3 separate regions of the Mus musculus genome follow, and regions 1 and 3 are each linked to region 2. A link is a contact called in public Hi-C and HiChIP or PLAC-seq data. All regions are on one chromosome and are shown on one strand. Each heading gives the region's core, a stretch centred on a gene start, on an enhancer-like site or on the middle of the called end of the contact. The rest is flanking DNA. Distances are from core to core; before and after follow the strand shown.

The links. Hi-C and Micro-C count contacts between places; a contact is called where the count stands out from the background. HiChIP or PLAC-seq counts read pairs in DNA pulled down with a chosen protein or histone mark.
Region 1: a Hi-C map of the N1E-115 cell line shows a contact between it and region 2, with 4 times the contacts expected there. The contact joins two enhancer-like sites. A contact is called at or near these places in 2 of 484 Hi-C or Micro-C datasets (the N1E-115 cell line and cortical neurons).
Region 3: a contact with region 2 is called in an H3K27ac HiChIP or PLAC-seq map of embryonic fibroblasts, with 7 times the contacts expected there. The contact joins two enhancer-like sites.

The regions. Positions count from the first base shown.
Region 1 is chr10:17,022,789-17,025,791 of GRCm38.p6, reverse strand. All of the region lies in intron 1 of Gm20125 (predicted gene, 20125), which reads left to right. Among named protein-coding and RNA genes, the nearest start is that of Gm20125, 71 kb to the left of the region's middle. Within about 2 kb of position 1,576, at least 28 of the 459 cell types and tissues checked have an H3K27ac peak or open chromatin away from gene starts, as enhancers often do. A contact at or near this core is called in the N1E-115 cell line, where this site is marked.
Region 2 is chr10:16,588,207-16,591,215 of GRCm38.p6, reverse strand. No RefSeq gene overlaps it. Among named protein-coding and RNA genes, the nearest start is that of Gm20125, 510 kb to the left of the region's middle. Within about 2 kb of position 1,600, at least 113 of the 459 cell types and tissues checked have an H3K27ac peak or open chromatin away from gene starts, as enhancers often do. A contact at or near this core is called in the N1E-115 cell line and embryonic fibroblasts, where this site is marked.
Region 3 is chr10:17,041,811-17,044,720 of GRCm38.p6, reverse strand. The region is part of intron 1 of Gm20125 (predicted gene, 20125); the gene reads left to right. Among named protein-coding and RNA genes, the nearest start is that of Gm20125, 53 kb to the left of the region's middle. Within about 2 kb of position 1,505, at least 30 of the 459 cell types and tissues checked have an H3K27ac peak or open chromatin away from gene starts, as enhancers often do. A contact at or near this core is called in embryonic fibroblasts, where this site is marked.

The DNA of each region.
Region 1 (3,003 bases), core at 327-2,826, 430 kb before region 2:
ATTTCTTTCGGTTGCACCTCCTTTTCACCTTGGCTGGTGTTGATAATGACTTATTTGCTTTTGAAAAAGTATATTTGGCCATGCGTGAAAACTAAGTGGAAAGTGGAAATTATGTGATATAGTATCCCTTACACCGCTTTCTTTACTCAGAAGTCTAGCAATTGAATTTTATTTATTGTCCAGAAACTTACCTACAGAATTATTTGTATTTAAAATTTTACTTGCAACTACTATTAGACAAGCCCTATAATTTATGGCCGGTTGAGTACAATAATTTTTTTCTCTTTTATTTTCTTTTATATTTGTGTTCCAGCTTTTAGTATGAACTATATTTTCATATTGAAGGCTTATTGTATAACTCTGAGTCCAGACTGACCATACCCTGCATTGTTTTGCCGATTTGTTCATAGACTTCTATTTTTGCTCTAACAGGTCTGGACTTTTTCTGTTTGCTGCTTTCATATGCTGATTTCAGACTGCGCTTGATTCTCTCATTGTGTTCTAAAGAAAGGTTTATCCATTATTCACTGAAATAATAGAAATTAAAATGTTGTATAAAGACAGGCGGTGAGGCTTTATTTAATTAAACAAAAAATAATGATCTAGAAAATGCAATGAAAAGTGGGGATGGGGGCAGGGCTTGTTGCTGAAAGTCCTTACTGATAAGAGAAAACGGAAGTCTTCGTTCAAGAAGAAAAAGTAAGGGAAATTAAGGTCAGACTGTGTATTTGGAATATTCATGACTAAAAACGAGTGGAAGCAGGACTTTTTCATTGTGTGATTCTGAAGAAATGCTAAGATGCCATTGATTTATATTTCTCAAATCCTGCTTCGGGTAGGTGCACAGGCGCTTGTGATAAACAGGGGCTCTAGGTAGCAGGCACATGCATCAGGCGATGGCTAGAGTCGGGCCTAAACTCCTCTGTAGTTATCTCCACTTCTACTTTGCGCAAGTATCATTGAGGGATGTGGCGTTGGGGTGGAGGGGACGCTAAGATAGTCTCCAATTGGAGAACAAAACTAAAGGGACTGTAAATTCTGTGTTGCCTGTCTCTCCCCAGCCCCCCTTTCTGGGTTTTAAGGTGGTTTAACAGATTTTCCTTTTTCCCCGTGGCATACTGTTTACATTTTCTACTGATTCCTACAGTACTTGTTCTTGTGGGAGAAGAAATGAGGAAATATATAAAGAATAATCTGAACAGTAGAAGGATTCTCTGATTTCTCTCTCAGCAGTGGTTTTCCATCCGAGTGGCTCCTGGGTAGGGAGTGTATCAAGCTAGGTTGGTGCCAGCTGGGTGCAAATTGCCTCTATTTCATGTTGTCTGCTTTGTACTATTACCTGCCTACAGCAAAACAGGGCCCCTCCAGTAGAGTAGTCTCTTTAACCAAATATCAAACAAATTAACCTTTTGGTGTGTTCCTAGGGTCCTCTCAAGTGAAGGAACACTCCTGTGACATCACTGATGGCAAAGGTTAGCCTAAAAGTAAAATGAAATCATCCGGCCAGCCAGGCCCTGCGGGAGAATCAAGGCTTGTAATTAGATTGAAGGCTCCTAGGAAACAGAGCCCTGTTGCCGGCAGAGCACTCGCAGAAGCTAATTGGAGTAAGCTTTTGCATCAGCGCTCCTGCTCCGCATCACTTACAGCCTTGAAAATAGCCGTAATGATGTATGACGATTGAGTCACTCCCTAATTTTAGCAACCCAGGCTAAACATGAATTACAAGACGAACATGTGCTTGACGTTGTTCTATCTCTCATTTGAGAGTTCTGGGATGCTCTAGGTCTGGACTGGCTCACAATCGTGGTGGTTCTCTGAGAGTGGCAGAGCTTGGAGTAGATCATGCTAGCAGGCTCAGAGAGCTTTGCTCAAGGACCAAGCAGATTCCCTCTGTTCGAACCCATGATAGTCCTTGTTTACTTGTCTGGTTGGGTGTCTTCCTACCTCTCTTGCCAATTGTTCTTTTTTTTTCCCCTTCAAACAGAGTCTGACCAAGACTTGCAATTGTTTTAAATGATTTCTGTGGTCAGTTAGGGAGAAAGAAATCTGATTATCAGGCAAATAAGCTGAATTTACCATCTGCCTGGCTATCGTGACTCAAGCCAGAAACAAACTGACTTGGGAGGCACAAGAAAGTGAGCAGGAACAGACCCTATCTTGTTATTTGATTGTCTGATCTCCTTGCCAAACCATCACACCATCTTTCACTTACATAGCTCCCTTCTTGTGCTTCTCAGGGTATAAGAAACGGGCGAGTTTTTGTTTCTTCATGGCCTTCAAGTTTTAAAGAGTTGTCAGTCCTTGGGTGATGGACTTATTATAACTAAGATAAGTAAACATTCAGGACATATTTCTTACTACTCTTGAGACAGCTGCCATGTTTGAATTCTCTAAACCTCCCATTCTGCGTTCACAGAATAAAAATTCTGTGACCCATGATTGGCATTCATAAACACAAAGTTTTATTTCGGGCAAATAGGAAATGGTGAGGGTGTGCCATGAGTTATTCCTTTGGAAATTGTATTATAACAACACTAAAAAAAGAGCTTAGATTTATGGACTTTGCTGTGCACAAGGCTGATACTTAATCATGTTAAATGATGATGCCATTTAAAGCTCATGCTCCTTGCACAGGTGGAAAACCCAGGCATTTGCATGTCTTTACAAAGACACACACCAAACAGATTTGTGAAGGACTCACAAATGGAACAGTCACATCGCAGAAGCCTATACAGATCACAAGTCCCTGTTTTCAACACGTCCACATAGCTATCCCAAAGCAAAACTCTCTCCATGTGCTCACATTAAGTCTGTTTATTTCTTATATATGGATGGCTTTTACATTTTGCACTAGCTAATCTCTTGTCCTATTTCAAATCAGAATCTGGATATTATTTACCATCTGCCTCTGTGGGATGCACTTGCCAAGTCCCTTAATTTGGTATAATTGGCAAGTTTTCAGTGTACATAATTTATATTAAAAAAAAAAAAGCTACCCTGAAA
Region 2 (3,009 bases), core at 351-2,850:
TGAGAGCAGTTAGGTTAAAATCACTTTTTATTTACTTTATCTTTATTTTAAATTACAAATGATATAAAATTTTCCCATATTACTAAATGGTCTTTTACTAAACCATATCAAGGAGTATGTGTTTACTAAAACATATCAAGGGGAAAATGTGGCTAGGTGAACAGTATCAGCTTCACTTGCTGGGTCACAAAGAAAACCCTTTTTTCTGCATTGGGATATAAACCTATTTTTCAAGTGCTGAGTTTGCCACTGCAATCCACAAAGGGCAATGATTAGGCAGTAAATGTCAAAGCCAACAACATAAACAAATTGAACCAAATCCTTTTGATGTGTTGTATTTGGAAATTGAAGTGTTTTGACTTATCTCTATTATTTATTAGACAAAAAAGGAGACAGAAGCAATGGGGGCTTGTATATACACAGTTCTTTAAATGGAAGCACTTCTAGGAGGTGGGACAAAAGGTTTCCATTGATTTATTTTCCTTCATTGACCTGGTTGGGGAGACGGTGTGTGTATCCCTTTCATAATCTTTCTAGTTACATCCTATCATTGTACCAAGACATAGCAGAAATGTGATGGGGTTTAGTTTACCTCATTGTGTAGGTGTACATATGCCTTTTGCCATGAAAAAAAGCAAGAATCTCCTTTTCCCTATTGTATGCTTCTAATACATATCCGGAAAGTTCCAGCTGACCCCTCAGGATTTCTTAGAAATAGACTTTTGTAACTCTTCTGTATTTTCTCCTCTTGTTGCTCTCTTTCTGCTTTTCAACAATGATTTCTTTTCAGTTGGCATTCTCTGAAAACCAATGCTGTTGCCCTTGGTTATGATTTTATATTTTAACCTTATTGCCTCCTTGACATTTACCTTTCTAGCTATGATCTGCCTTTTCCTAGCAGCAGGGACCTTCATCCCCTTCTGTGCCACATAATAACAAGATCAGAAGGACAGATGGGGGATGCTCATGGCCTGCTCTCCAGCTGTAGTTTGGTCTGCAGGGTTAGACCTATTAGTATGCATTTACCTACTTCCGAGTTCTTCTTGGAGAACAAGTTAGTTATATATGTGCTCTGAACTACTGGATTCTGCTTTTTATTCCTCCTCTTCGTTTTCCTCTGGTACTAATGGCCAGAAAAGCAGATGCTCTTTGAGCACTAGTTCTAAGTAACAGTCCTAGGCTTTTATTAAAAGAACATTAATGGAAAAAAATCACACACTGAAACCTTTTGTTTATCTTCTCTCTCCACTTGCTACAAAAATAATTTTTAAAAAATCAGATAAAAACATCGACCTGACAGATTTCTATCCTCTCCAATGTATGCCATGGCTGTATTTCTGTGGAAGATTACCAAGGTTTTCTATTCGAATTGAATTGTGATTTTTGCTTCACTGGAGATTTTGCTGAAGCCAAGTGTACCTTACCCTAGAGAGATGATTATCTCCAGTAAGACAGCTATGGTTAACTTACTTTGACAAACATAACCTGTCTCTCTCCTGAAGCTCATGTTTCTGCTTTAAAGCACTGTACATCTTGCCAAGAGACAGGATTCTCACTTCCTGTTCTCTAACTAGGACACCATGTGGGCAGCTGTGTTAGTCAGCAGAATCATCAATCCATGGGGATGAGTCATGCTTTTAACATTACTCCAAACCTCTGTACACCATGAGTCACCTTGAAATTCTCCTGGGTACTCTTTGCTGAAATGAGGAGCCGATGAAAGCAAGAAGAGTGTCTAAATGAGTTTGCTAATTCCAGACTCCTTAAAAACAATACAATAAACGCTGCGAGAATTTCAAGCTGAGAGCCATTTAGAAATGTATAAATCCAAATTGCAAGAGTTTGGCATTCAAGCAGCCCTTGTTGAGGATTCTGAAAGAGAAAGGGCTCACCCAGGCACAGCAGCTGATTTCTACTTGTGCTTTTTGCAGAACCAAGGTAGTTTGCATTAAAATCATATGCTTCAGGGTTGTTTGTTACAGTTTACTTGACAAACTATCAAGGTATATTGAGCAGTCAAAGTACTCCTGCATTGCAATGATTAGTATGGTTTAGAAATATTTTGAACAAAATGCCATATTATCTGTGCCATTAGATTCTCTTGTTGGCCTAATTTCTAGTGCGTCTGCACACACAACCTTACTAAAGGCTCATAATCAGAGAATATATTTATATCCCTGACTTTGAACCTGATTATGTGACTTGCTTTAAATAGAAGCAAGGGTGATTGTATGCTCAGTGGTCCTTGAAGTTGGGAGAGGCTGACCTTGTTTCTCCTCACCTGTTTTTAATTCTCCTGTTATGAGAACATCTCTAGTTAATCTGCTAGTAAAAGTGGATGGAAGACACAAAAGCAAGGCCAGCAATGTCTGGACTTCCCGGGAAGCAGTTCTATTGTATGCTTATGACATGGCTTCACCAGGCATATCTAGTTTTAAACCAGCTACACAGTTTTTAAAAAGGCATATTTCTGAAAATATATGTAGCCATCCAGTGGCCACGGAGAACTGGGTATACCTGGAAGGAGAGCTGAGGCGGTCAAGAGAAATAACAAGCCAAGATAATGTTTCTCTGATCATGGCTCAAATTTTAATTTTCAGCTCTGTGTTTCTATAGGCAAAACCCAAAAAGCCATCCCTTTGTTTCAGATGGACTGAGCTGTAAAGTAAACTCAGTAGGTGGTCAGCTCCTCAAGGCTCAGGCAGGAAGATGCAAATGTAGCCAGACTAGGTTCCATGACCAGAGACTTGTTTAGCTAACTCAAGGCTGGGGGAAGGGCACAGATTTTTGTGTAAATCCACTCAGAAGTGATCTAACAGCTTTAAGACAGGTATAACAGAGTCACAATAAATAACAAATATGTAAGTTACATATTTTCAGGAACTGGAGTGTATGAGAACAATCCATATTGTTACAAAATCACCATCAGATAAGGTACATAATTCATTTATACTGCTATCTTTGCCCTCTCTCTATTTTCTTTATATCTCTCACAGGGTACTGTCCATC
Region 3 (2,910 bases), core at 256-2,755, 450 kb before region 2:
TAACAGGGCCTGGGGATGTAGCTTAGTGGTAGTGTACTTATATAGTATGTGAAAGGCACTAGATTTGGTCTCTAGAACTGCAAATAAACATACCCCCTCAAACATTCCCAGACATATTGACAATACACACACATATATAAGTACATGCTGTGATGATCTGTAAACCCTTCTAGTTTTTTACATGCACAAATGTATACATAGGCTAATTTACAAAACACACAGAAGTAAATATTTTCAAGGATTTAGCAGTAGTCACAATATCAGAAGTTATTTATCAGGAACACAAAATAGTAAAGCTATACAGAGTTTTTCTGAGGTAAATGTGCATCAAGGAATTTCAAAAGATAGAGAAAAATCCACATAGGGATGAAGGCAATGAGAACACCCCTGTAAATGGTTCCTGCCAAACTGAGATCAAGGCAGCAGGGATTTTGTGTGGGCAATCTAATGTCACAGAATTCAAATCTTCTACTGAGATGAGCTCTTATGCACATGAAAAACATTTTGTTCTTATTACACAATTAACCATCTATGGACAACCTTGAAAAGAGTACCCATTTGGAGAAAGATGGAGATATATACATCTGGGAGAAATTGTCTGCTGATAAGGTATATAAAATTAGAGATAGATTTTTTTCATTAAGTCTCATTTAAAAGTAGATGTAAGATAAATTGATGATTCAAATTTGTGTGAATGTGGCAAGTTACCTATATTAAATATAGTAGGCCAGCAAATTATTTATGCTGCATATAAAATCTTTGTATATGCCATATATTTACAAACAATGTAGTTAATTTATAAGTATATATTAACTGATATTTACTTATCTTATCAAATGTTCATAAAAATTTGAAATAAGTAGGATTCCATCATAGTCATTTTGTACTTGTTTATTAGCTCAAAAAAAAGTCCAACTTACAATCAGAACTTCTTCAATAACCTGCTGAAGTTATAGATTTTGCCTAGAACAAAATAAATTCCCAAAACACATCTACATCTTCTAAATAGTAACAAAAATCCTAGCAATAAGCTTCCTAACATAGAAATGGTCAGTAGGCAAATTGACCATTTAAAGTTGACAGGAAGATCACTATTTTGTTACCCTGGTAACAAAAAGAAAGATCTGTAAAATGTGCCTGTTATTCTCTGATGGGAATTTGTGCATGTGTTTATAATGTGTAGGAAGTGGTAATACTGAGAATTGGATGTATACTTACAGTGTTTTGTTCTGTTATTAAGCAGTTTTGATATAAAAGCTGTTTACACCACTTAGTTAAAATATACTTACCCAAACATTGCAAACATTATTCTACATAAAATCATCTTTAGACATTCTTGTGTGTGTGTGTGTGTGTGTGTGTTTGGTTACCCCCAAACACACATGCCGCCTGCTTTGGAAAAGGAAATAACATGGAATTTTGTGGTTAGCCTGAACTTTGAGAGTGGCTCGGTGCTCTTCTCCGCAGCTGTGGGCTGTGGGAATCACTAGGACTGAAACAGAAGAGGAGGACTGTTGGGCTCATTTCCTCTTTATGTTCCTTCTTGCTCTTGGAAAGAGGCACAGTGAGTCATACACAGGGGACCAGGAGAAAATGGAAGCAATGAGATGTGAGTGGTCTGACTTTTGAATTTCCTTTCCTCAACCTCTCCTTTCCCTGGGAAAGGGAGAGTTCCTGCTGGCTGCACCAGCCAAGCAGCCTCATGCTGAAAGAAGGCACTGTTGGAGCATGGCTTCCTCTCTCTGTTTCCATGAAAGTGATGCACTTGGCTCAACTCTGCTATGGAAGAAAATAGAAGATTTCCTTTTCCTATCCACTCATCCTAACTCTTATCTGAAGGAACCTGCTAGAAAAAAAAGATCACGGAAATAGCTAGCTGTCCTGAAATATGTCCTCCCTTCTCCTCCTTCCCCTCGCCCTTCCTCCTCCTTCTCCTCCTTCTTTTTCAGTTCCTAAATTCTGAAACTTACCTAGGCATCATTGTATTATTTACCATTCTTCATGACTGTTTATTGTAGGCTTAGATTTCTTTCAAAACCGACTTTATTTAGGGGTCTTAATCACTTCAACCTTCCTTCTAACTCACCAACCAGAGGTAGGGAAGAAAGACGGTCAATAGGAAAACAGGGCTGTGGACCTATTTAGAAGTAGTTCATTGGGGTGATTCTACTCGCCATTGCCAGGATACCAGCAGTCCTGTTCAGTGGCAAACACCAAACATGAATCAGTAGCAGTGGCACGATCCTGCAGAAACAGCAAGGCTTCACCAAAGACCAGTAGAGACCAGTGAAGCTTTGCACAGTGTAGCAAAGGAAGAGTTCTCTCACTGTTTGTGGGGTTCTATTTATATTCTTTCTAAACATCACATGCCCTCTGAAGTGTCTGTTTTCAGCAAGATATTGCATGCCCTCCCACAAGACAGCTTCCAGAAAAGCATCATGTGACACAACTGAGTTATTACAGAAACCCAAATTTCCAGTTTAGTTTCCTCAGTCTTCCCTGAAGTTGTATTTAGTTACAGCATATTCCTGAGCTACTAGATTTAAGCAGAAGAAATGTGTGTAAATTCTCTGGGTCAAAATGAAAAGTTTCCAACTTTGTTGTCTCTTTTCTTGACCAATTAATACAAAAGATTTGTAGTTAGAACTGAGAGTGTTAGTTTGGGCCAGGTGCTGGAAGCACTGGATAAACATGGCAGAGAAGCTAGCAGAGTCCTGGTTCCCTTATAGACATGAAATAAATCTCTTTCCCTAAACTTGGAAAAGAGTAAAGATTAAAATCTCATTTACTATTGTAAACTCTCTTACACTATTGTGATATGTCTCTATTATAGCCAGGACTCTGAGAAATTCCTCAGTTACAAAAAAAGAATCCAAACCTTCATGCTCCCCGGAATAACCTACAGCTCAT